2 separate regions of the Mus musculus genome follow, and region 2 is linked to region 1. Evidence: chromatin contacts called from public HiChIP or PLAC-seq data. All regions are on one chromosome and are shown on one strand. Each heading gives the region's core, a stretch centred on a gene start, on an enhancer-like site or on the middle of the called end of the contact. The rest is flanking DNA. Distances are from core to core; before and after follow the strand shown.

Region 1 (4,681 bases), core at 1,413-3,912:
TTTGGAGACAAAAGTCCCATTGCTTCTTTAACCAGGCCTTTGACACTGCAAACCTACAGCATCAGAAGCCTTTCTGCTCAACTGTATCAAAAAGACAGTCGTCTGTCATCTCAAAGCAGTAACATGTTCTCCATCTTTGTCCAGGCCAAATTTTGTAATACCCAGGACTTTATCTGTGTCAAGGGAGATGCTCAGAAGGGGAATAAAGCCACTCCTAGAAGTTCCAAACCACAGCAGCAAACATCCTAACACAAGAACAAACCAGACCAGCCAAGCAGCTATTTATGGTAAAGGAAGATGGTTATCAGTGCAGCCTCAGAGCCAGTAAAGCAATGGATACCAAGATCATTGAGCATTTTACTGTTTCAAGATTCTGTGCCACAAAGAATTAGAAATCTTGGTGTTAATAAGGAGAGTGCTTCTCCTTTACTGTGCTCAAGAAGAGAATACTAGGAAATGTTTAGGTTCTTCCAGCCAAGGAATCATTGTGCTAAACCTGCACAAGACCAGTTCTGTCGGCATCTTATATTGTGAAGGATGGAATCAGGCAGCATCACCCCTCCAAGAGAATCGATGCCAGTTAATGGCTGATAGGGGAATGGACAGGAATTTTCATCAAAGGTATAAACACTGGTAAGGCTTCCATACTCCTGTAAATAACCCCTCCCTCACCCTGCAGCCCTAATTAGAGCCACTGGCTCTAATTAAAAAAAAAAAACCATGAAAACGAGAGACTTGGCTGTCACATGGCAATCACAAGACATAATCACAAGACATGAGTATCACTTTCAGTAGTTTCCCAAGGCTAAGGTAGGTTAACTATCCAAGGGCTAGAGAAAGGTGACAGTCTTCAGTCTGCAAGCCCTACCCACCTCAGTATATCCCTAGAAAAGCTGTTGTGGTTCAACTGTTTGTCTACCTCCACAATTAGAAAACATTACCAAACCAGCCAAGGGCTGTAATGAGGACCCACAGGTGAGTGAAGAGAGCTGCCCCAGGCTCCTCCCACAGGAAGTTAAGATAGACAAAGAGATCAAATATCCTAACACCCTGTGGTGATAAACAAATGAATGTAGATCACAGTGAGTCTCAAATAGGTTCTTGTGGACCTTCAGATGGCCATGGCTTGTGGCTTGTTTGCGTCTGGGACAACTCAGAAGAAGGTGACAGTTCAACAGTTGAACAACATGAAGCAACAGGCAACACCTGCTGCTCTGCTCTGGATGCTGATAGTTAAAATTCCTGGTTTTGCACATGCAGGATAAACTTCATATTTATATGAAGCAAATAAATAAAATTTTAAAAACAAAGTTTTGTGAGTTTTTTTTTTTTCACATTTTCGGTGATTAACACAAGGATCTCTCTTGCAAGCTTTCTTTTCTCTCCTTTCCTCCCACTTTCCCCTCTCTTCTATTTCTTCCTCTCCGCTCTGTCTCTTTCCTCTTTGTCTTTTCTCTGCTCTCTCCTCTCTGCTCTCTGCTCTCTCCTCTCCTTTCCCCCTTTCTGCCTTTCTTTCTCCTGTCTCTCTTTCCTTCTATCCAGTCTGTCCCTCAACCATCTCTCTTTCCTTTCACCTCCTCACCCGCCTTTTCTTTCCTTCTGTCTCCTACTATTTTTGTTTGTTTGTTTACAGAGAAGACAGAATCTTTTTATGTAGTATATGCAGGTTAGTCTTAAGGTCAGGGTCTTCCTGCTTCAGTCTCCCTCCCAAGGACTGGGACTGAGTGTGTATACCATACCCAGCTACCAGCCACACTTTATATCTCACTATCATAATTTAATCTTACAAACATAAATAATTATATGAAACCCTGGGAGATACTGACCTTCCTAGGAGCAAAGTGCATGGTTAAATGTTGGGACTTGGAGATCTAGCCTGGGCTATAAAGTGAAACTTTGTCAGCATAGAAGGAAAACAGTTCATAGTCACTCTAGATATGAGTTCTGTGGACACTCTGAGCTTCTTAGCAACCTGACGGAAATCAAATAATGAAAGTCTGAACTATTTAAGTATTGTAGAAAATATTGTTCCAATATGTTGGCATCTTCTTATTTTTCTTTTTCTTTTGCCATATCTAATTCTAGAGAAACCCACTTTCATGTTTAACAGTAAAATTTATCTTTTCAGGCTAGTTGGCCTTTTGTTTGTTTGTTTGTTTGTTTGTTTCTTTCTTTCTTTCTTTCTCCCCCCCACCTTTCTTTGAGGCAGGGTCCTACTATATAGCTTTAATGTCCTGGAACTTGCTATGTAAACAAGGCTGGCCTTGGTTTACATAGAGATTTCATAGAGCTGTACCTTCCTTTGCCTCCCCTGGTATAAAAGGCATGTGCCACAATGCCAGGTTAAACTACTGTTACTTGCAGTTATTGAGAGACTTAGAGCACTTGGGCCATTAAAGATGTGAACCTGAGGTACACAGATGAGAGAGAGAGAGAGGGAGGGAGAGAGAGAGAGAGAGAGAGAGAGAGAGAGAGAGAGAGAGATTAGATCATTACTTCTTGTCACTTTATTGTCTTGGAACAAAGAGAAGCAGAGTAATCCATGCAGGCTATGGAGGGAAGAGAAAATGGCCTCAGGAATGTTCTCTAGATTGAGGGGAATGTGGCCTTGGACTTTTCTTCCTGACCCTGGGGCAATCTGACTCAGCAGATTCAGCATAAAGGGTGCATTGTCTCAAGAGAACAGCCTCCAAGAACGCAGCTGTTTTCTTTGCTCGCCTGTGCTGTATGGACTCCAGATCCAAAGACTCCCTGGTAATGGGAAAACCATGAGAAAACCTAAGAAGCCACGGGACAGTGTGTAGTTATCCTCTACCTGCCTCTTCACTGTCCATCATTTACTGTCAGGGGGACTGATTGTTGCAAAAATGTACTTCTCAGCCTCAACAAATGCTTACATCTTCAGGTCCCTTCTGTTTTGAAGATGGTGTCTGCCTGAACCTACAAGTGTTAGCATTCTTGACTCTGAGTGGAGGTAGAGACAATTGTCAATTTGGAAGAGTTTGGGTAACAGCATAAGGCATGTCAAGTGATCAGGTCCAGCCAGCTGTCTATCCACCAGGCCACCTCATCCTCACTAAGGTAGCCTCTAAGGTACACTGAAGCTCACCAGGCCACAGGAACTAGATTTTCATCACAGGTCACTGCTAGACAATCAGAGATAGACAATAAAAATGGTTAGCCAGATGTGATGGATGGCAATTTTTGATTGTCAACTTGATTATCTTACGTTTTTGGTTGGAGAAAGGATAGATGAATCATGTTAGGTGTAATTATGACCTGGTAATTGTCTTCATTTGGAAATTAATAATGGCACAGGAGATATGATTGTGTGTCAAGATGACACTGGGTGAATTTGGGATGGCTATGATTGGTTATTAACTTGATTACATCTGGAATTAAGTCAAACCCAGCAATAGAGGGGTACACCTGGGAGGGAATTTGGTGCTGAGTTAAAGTGGGAAGACCTATATCGAATCCTGACCTTGAAGGTAGGAAGTCAAGACCTTCAAACCAGATCTTTTGAGCTGGGAAACCCCACCTCAAATGTGGGCCATTTCTGTTGAAAGCCTATATTAGGACCCAGAGGAGGAAGTAGTTGCTCTTTGCCTACCTGCTCTCACCTTGCTAACAAGTCCATTCCTTCACTGGCATTAGAGCCTGCTTCTTCAGGATTCCAGCATATACTGAAGACCAGCTGAGACATCCAGCCTTGTGGACTCTCCTATTGGACTCTCCATTCATGGACAGCCATTGTTGGATTACCTGCACCACAGCCTGTAAGTCTTTCTAATAAATGCCTTTCCTATATATGGAGAGAGTCGTTTTGTAAGTTCTGTTCCACTAGAGAACACTAGAGAACCCGGGCTACTACACCAGGCATGTAGAGAAGACCTTGTGGTCTCATAACAGTCCCAGCTCAGCTACAGATTTCCAATGGCCACCTCCCCTTCACCTGTTTCTCAGGGGATGCACTGATGATGGCAGCAGTCTTGGTTTCTATAACTTCTCTACAAGGCAATTTTACTAAAAGTTGGAACACACTGTGATGTAACTTCCTGAGGGCATCAGACGGAGACATTCCAGTTCATATGAGGAATGCTATGTAATTCCCGATGCTCCGTTTCTGTGACAAAGACCTGGTGGCCCCATCCACATGAAGAACAGAGGACAAACTTGTGGGAAGTTTGTTCTCTCTGTCAACCCTGTGAATCCCAGGGAAGAAAATCAAGTTTGTAGGCCTGGAAACAAGTACTATTCTGTGCTGAGCCATCTGGCCAGCTGACTACACCAGCCATAGAATTGAAAGAACTATGTATCTATATTGGTGTTCCTTGTGTGTATATATGCCCTTTATTTATAAAGAGTAGATTTTTGTATCTTTGGTTTGACAGCACCAGTCTTGGGACCCCCAGGATTACTTTCTTCATACACTAACCCAGAAATCCCCCCAAGAATAAATCAGTCATCTGAACAAACACTTCCTTGATATACCCTGAGGGCTGCTGTGGTAAAAAGCAGCATCAACCACTACTCTCTCTTCTTAGCCCTGCACAGAGAAGCCCCCAGCTCAGGCACGTGGCCTCTGCCCCAGATTATGTCCACACAGGCTTTCCTGAAGCTTCCTCTCAACACTGCCTGGTTGGAGCATCTAAAGGGGTTCCTTACCCTGCACCACACC
Region 2 (4,681 bases), core at 1,539-4,038, 67 kb before region 1:
CATTGAAGGCTATTGGCAGCTCTTTTAGCACTTGAGTGGCAAGAAAAGGATGATGGTAAACTCATGCCAGTGCTGTTTTCTCTGTTCTTGAAATTGGTCAGTTTTCATCGAGTTCTGATTCTGAACCCCTCTCTCTCTCCTCCTTATTCCTCTTCCTCTCGTTTCAAACAAAACCAAACCAACCAAAAACCTGTTCCCAGAATATCTTCTATAGCAAGAATTCCTTTAGCTGATTTTACGTCACCAGAAATGAATCCCACTGTACCAATCTGAATTTTAAAATGCATGTGTGCAGCCCCTTCTGTGAAGTTCTAACGCCTTATTTCTGCTGGGAGTTGCCCGTCTCTGAGGAAGATTAGTTGCCAACTTGATGTTGAATTCTAGTTCTAATTTCATTTAATTATAACTTCATTATAATTTTAGTAAGTTTATTTTTGGCATTTGCTTTTTCAGAATCAACCAACTCTTCAGGTGGCTTTGGCTTGTTTCCATTTATAATCTTAGAGAGGAATGCTGGGAGGACTTGTTTCACTTACCATATGATTTCTGGCAAATTAGCCCCCTTTAGCTTTCCTTTCTTCATTTATAAAATGAGATGGTTGTACATACCTCATGACACTTTTAAAGCTGAGTTGAGATTATATTCACCTGAGCTCGCTGCTCTTGTGAGCTGGAGGGAGGAGACACACGATGTCTGACTCTGCAGGGACAGCTGCAGAAGCTTGCCTGGAGTAGCACTGTCCCCTCCTCCCTCCTAGGCATGGAGCAGCGAGCCAGCTGAGCTAGCTTTGTTTTCTCAGAATCTGGAGTTTTACTTGTTAATTAACAGTATGCATGCCATTTACATTATTTTAATTGCTGGCATGTTTGCAATTAAGCACATTATTATAACAATATTTCATGATGAAACTCCGTTTTGAGATTTAGAAATATTTTTTGGGTTGGTAGTTGCAGAGCAGATAGTCTAGTTCTCCTCTAACCTGAATTTACCTAGGATTCTTAGTTGTACTTATGTCTTAGCATCGTGGTTAGTTGTCCTTGTCATCTAAGGAAAATGTGTCTCTGGTGTTAAGAACCTAATCTTTGCACACCTGAGTCGTCTTCTTTTTTTTTCCCCCTCAAGATTTATTTATTTATTTATTATTTATTTAATGTATATGAGCACACTGTAGCTGTACAGATGGTTGTGAGCCATCATGGGGTTGCTGGGGCTTGAACTCAGGACCTCTGCTCACACCAGCCCTTCTTGCTGCAGCCCAAAGATTTAATTATTATCTGTAAGTACACTGTAGCTCTCTTCAGACACACCAGAAGAGGGTGTTAGATATCACTCTCTTACGGATGATTGTGAGCCACCATGTTGTTGCTGGGATTTGAACTCAAGATCTTTGGAAGAGCAGTCAGTGCTCTTAACTGCTGAGCCGTTTCTCCAGTCCAATAGCTATATTTTTAACAGAAACTTTAAAACACCAAGACAGCTGAAAGTCTTCTTGTGAGTATGTCACTTTATTCCTTATTTCTATTTTAAACCACATAGTAATGTGGTACATAATTTATTTCTGTGAACCAAGAAATAAGCTTAGTTCTCATCCAGTAGGGTTTTGGCAGATTCAAAATTTTAAAATTTACAATTTTATCATCCTATACTTTATGACTAAAATAAATGTTTAGATGATGGTCCCTCGTGTAGTTAAGATGATTTTGTTGCTAGTTTTGCTTCCCAGAATAAGCTCCATATAGAAGTGCCCAAGGAGATAAATTAGATTAAAACTCAAGGATGTTCATAGCAGCAGGTTTATAATAGTCCCAAACTGGAAACAACTCAGAAGACTTTCAATATTAGTGAATAAATGCACTATGATCTGTTGGGTGACAGAGCATAACATGTAAGAATATGCACTGTAGTAGTTTATTTAGGAAGTTAAACCCTGAAAGTTATATTTATTTAGTCAGGTATGTTTGGGTAGTGTGACTAAAGAAATGCGAAAGAGTGCACAGGGAGATAGCTTGCTTGGCAAAGTGCTTGTTGCACACACACAAAGGCCAGAGGGATGTCTAGTAGCAGTAGAAAAAAACGGCACAGTCACACATCCTGGTAATCCCAGATAAGGTGAGGCAAAGACAGGAAGATGTGTTGGCCAGCTGCACTAGCTGGATGGTGAGAACCAGGTTCAATGAGAAATCATCTCTCAAAAAATAATATGAGAGCAACTGAGGAAGGTACTCAGTGTAATCTGTGGCCTTCACATGCATGTGCACACATGTGCCCACATACCCACACATGAATACACATGAATACTGAGGAAGGTACTCAGTGTAATCTGTGGCCTTCACATGCATGTGCACACATGTGCCCACATATCCACACATGAATACACATGAATACTGAGGAAGGTACTCAGTGTAATCTGTGGCCTTCACATGCATGTGCACACATGTGCCCACATACCCACACATGAATACACATATACATACCAAGAAATGGAGGAAGCAAATAAATATGAAAGGGTAAGTATTACAAAGTCAGGTAGTCCTTGCCATTGTGGGAAGAGAACGTAGAGAGTTGATATCGACCTTTGAAGGTTGATAGAAAGGATCTGTTCTTTGACTGGGCAATGCCCTCAAAGAAATTCACTTTATAAATACCTACACCTTTTAAAACCTCTGTGTGTGTGTGTTATTTACACAATAAATACACATGACTAAATGTGGCACTATCCAGATGAGGTGGCACATGCCTGTAATCTGAGCAGTGAGCAGGCTGAGATAAGAGGGTTGCTAGAGCAACACGGCTGATAAGTGATAAGACCCTGCCTCAAGTAAATGAGGAGGAACAAGAGCATGGTAATAATCCCCACTCTAGAGTAATACTTAAGTATATCAAACAAACCAACCGTGGATTGGATTGGTTTGGCTTGGTTTGGTTTTTTATTGTATCTATTGTATCTCTTTCAATTGTGGCAAGTCAGATAACTCCTTCAAGATCTAAAGGATCTTCTGTTACATGGAAGTTCTTTCTTCTGATCTCTGATGAGGGGTAGGGGAAGTAGGCCATAAGCTGTTCTTTCTGTAGATTATAGGTATTGCAATAGAGCTTCTGTGTTGTTGGAGGTTTTATGTTTTGTTTGCTTTGTTTTTCACTTTCTCAAAATGAAAGGGAAAGTTTTGAGCAATATATTCTAATATGATACCCCCCTATTTATGGTTTTTCATGACAAGAGTTTTTCTGTGTAGCCCTGGCTTCTTAGAAGTTGAGAGCAACTTCAGGCTGGCCTCTGCCTCTCTGAGTTCTGGCATTAAAGGTGTAACCTACCATCACCTGGCTGAGTTTTTGATGTTTAAGACAATCGTTGTAGTTGAGAAAGACCAGAAGAGATGATAACCAGACAGATATGAGGCCTAGGTCAGATCTGTGTTGACACACCTCCCCATTCTCTTTAAACCAATTTCCTTGTTATCGTGTCTTTGTTATCCTGGTGCACAGTAATATTCGAAGGACTCCTTTTGTTCCCATAAGTAGTTTATAGTGAATTGAGGAAAGTGGAGGTAATGGACAGCTGCAGCATCCCGTCAAAGAGATTTGAATAAAGAATAGTGGAGCAAGAGAGGAAGGACACCTACATCATTTAGGAGAAAGGAAGAAAATAGAAACTCAGCTTTAGCCACAATGAGATTACGTCCCTGTGGGATTCTGCATGAAGATACCTAGAAAGCAGTTAGAGAATAGAGTTCTGGAAACTAAGAGAGAATATGACTTGCCATCAGCATTAAAAACAGTTCAGTTGCAGATAATTAATACAATGAATAGATGAATGCTATTGCCACTAGAAAAAATCTTGAATGCCAAATACACATATTTAAATTATATCCTCATGGAGAAAAAGGCAATGAAAGGCTAAGAAAGGAGTGGGCAGGCATAGGAAATGAATGGGCAGTCCTAGAAATAAAAGACACAGTTTTTAAAAGGCAGTTGAAAGCTTTTGATTAAATACAGTTAGTGAATCCATTTATAACAAAAGATTTAGGTCACAAGGACAAAGGGGTGGGGGAGACTTTAGCAAGTCATAGGTGTCAACAAAATTTTGGAATATTCCAAAAAAGTTAATCAGGTGTGAGAGATTTGGAATTGTATTCTGTTTCTTACTCTACAGGGGGTAGAGGGGAAAGTTTTGAATAGACAGCCCAGATGCCAAAGGTGCTCAGGACCCGGGAATCCATGTGGTGCTTTAAGCAAGGGTGTGGGTTTACCTAAGAGCAGTCTGTGCCTTATTTTCTTTACCCTGCGCCATTCAGGAGCTGCTGCTCACAAGTCTCCTGAACTGCTCTGTGTCCCATAAGAGCTTCTAGAACTTTGCAGGTTTGAGTATAAGAAAACCAGGACTTTATGAGCCAGGGAAGAAACAGGAAAAATGTACGAAGCAGAAGAAAGCTTTTAAGAAATGTAATTAATTTTTTCAGAAAGTTAGATATTTTATAAATAAAACAAGAAACATATTGTCTCTTAAAAGGTGTAGCCCAAGTTATTAAAATTATTGACAGGCAAGAGTACGATACTAAAGTTTTAAAAATCAGTACAAAGGTTTTTTAAAAAGTAAATATTCTAGACAATGAAAATGGTAAGAATTTTGAGTAAAAATTTTCTAAAGTAAATGTTTTAAAAAGAGAAGTGAGAAAAATGGGA

The links. HiChIP or PLAC-seq counts read pairs in DNA pulled down with a chosen protein or histone mark.
Region 2: a contact with region 1 is called in an H3K27ac HiChIP or PLAC-seq map of extraembryonic endoderm stem cells. The contact joins two enhancer-like sites. A contact is called at or near these places in 1 of 39 promoter capture datasets (liver), 1 of 15 datasets of contacts at CTCF or cohesin (pro-B cells), 42 of 484 Hi-C or Micro-C datasets (B cells, the Ba/F3 cell line, the HPC-7 cell line and 25 more), 7 of 115 datasets of contacts at active chromatin or transcription factors (the HPC-7 cell line, astrocytes, embryonic stem cells and 2 more) and 3 of 9 other capture datasets (adipose tissue, embryonic stem cells and liver).

What each region holds. Positions count from the first base shown.
Region 1 is chr14:26,377,237-26,381,917 of GRCm38.p6, reverse strand. The region is part of intron 4 of 4933413J09Rik (RIKEN cDNA 4933413J09 gene); the gene reads right to left. Gm52114 (a long non-coding RNA gene) reads left to right here. Exons shown (of 4, transcript XR_003951124.1): 4 at 3,658-3,804. Among named protein-coding and RNA genes, the nearest start is that of Gm52114, 11 kb to the left of the region's middle. Within about 2 kb of position 2,662, at least 30 of the 459 cell types and tissues checked have an H3K27ac peak or open chromatin away from gene starts, as enhancers often do. A contact at or near this core is called in extraembryonic endoderm stem cells, where this site is marked.
Region 2 is chr14:26,444,823-26,449,503 of GRCm38.p6, reverse strand. All of the region lies in intron 13 of Slmap (sarcolemma associated protein), which reads left to right. Among named protein-coding and RNA genes, the nearest start is that of Gm34223, 43 kb to the right of the region's middle. Within about 2 kb of position 2,788, at least 2 of the 459 cell types and tissues checked have an H3K27ac peak or open chromatin away from gene starts, as enhancers often do. A contact at or near this core is called in extraembryonic endoderm stem cells, where this site is marked.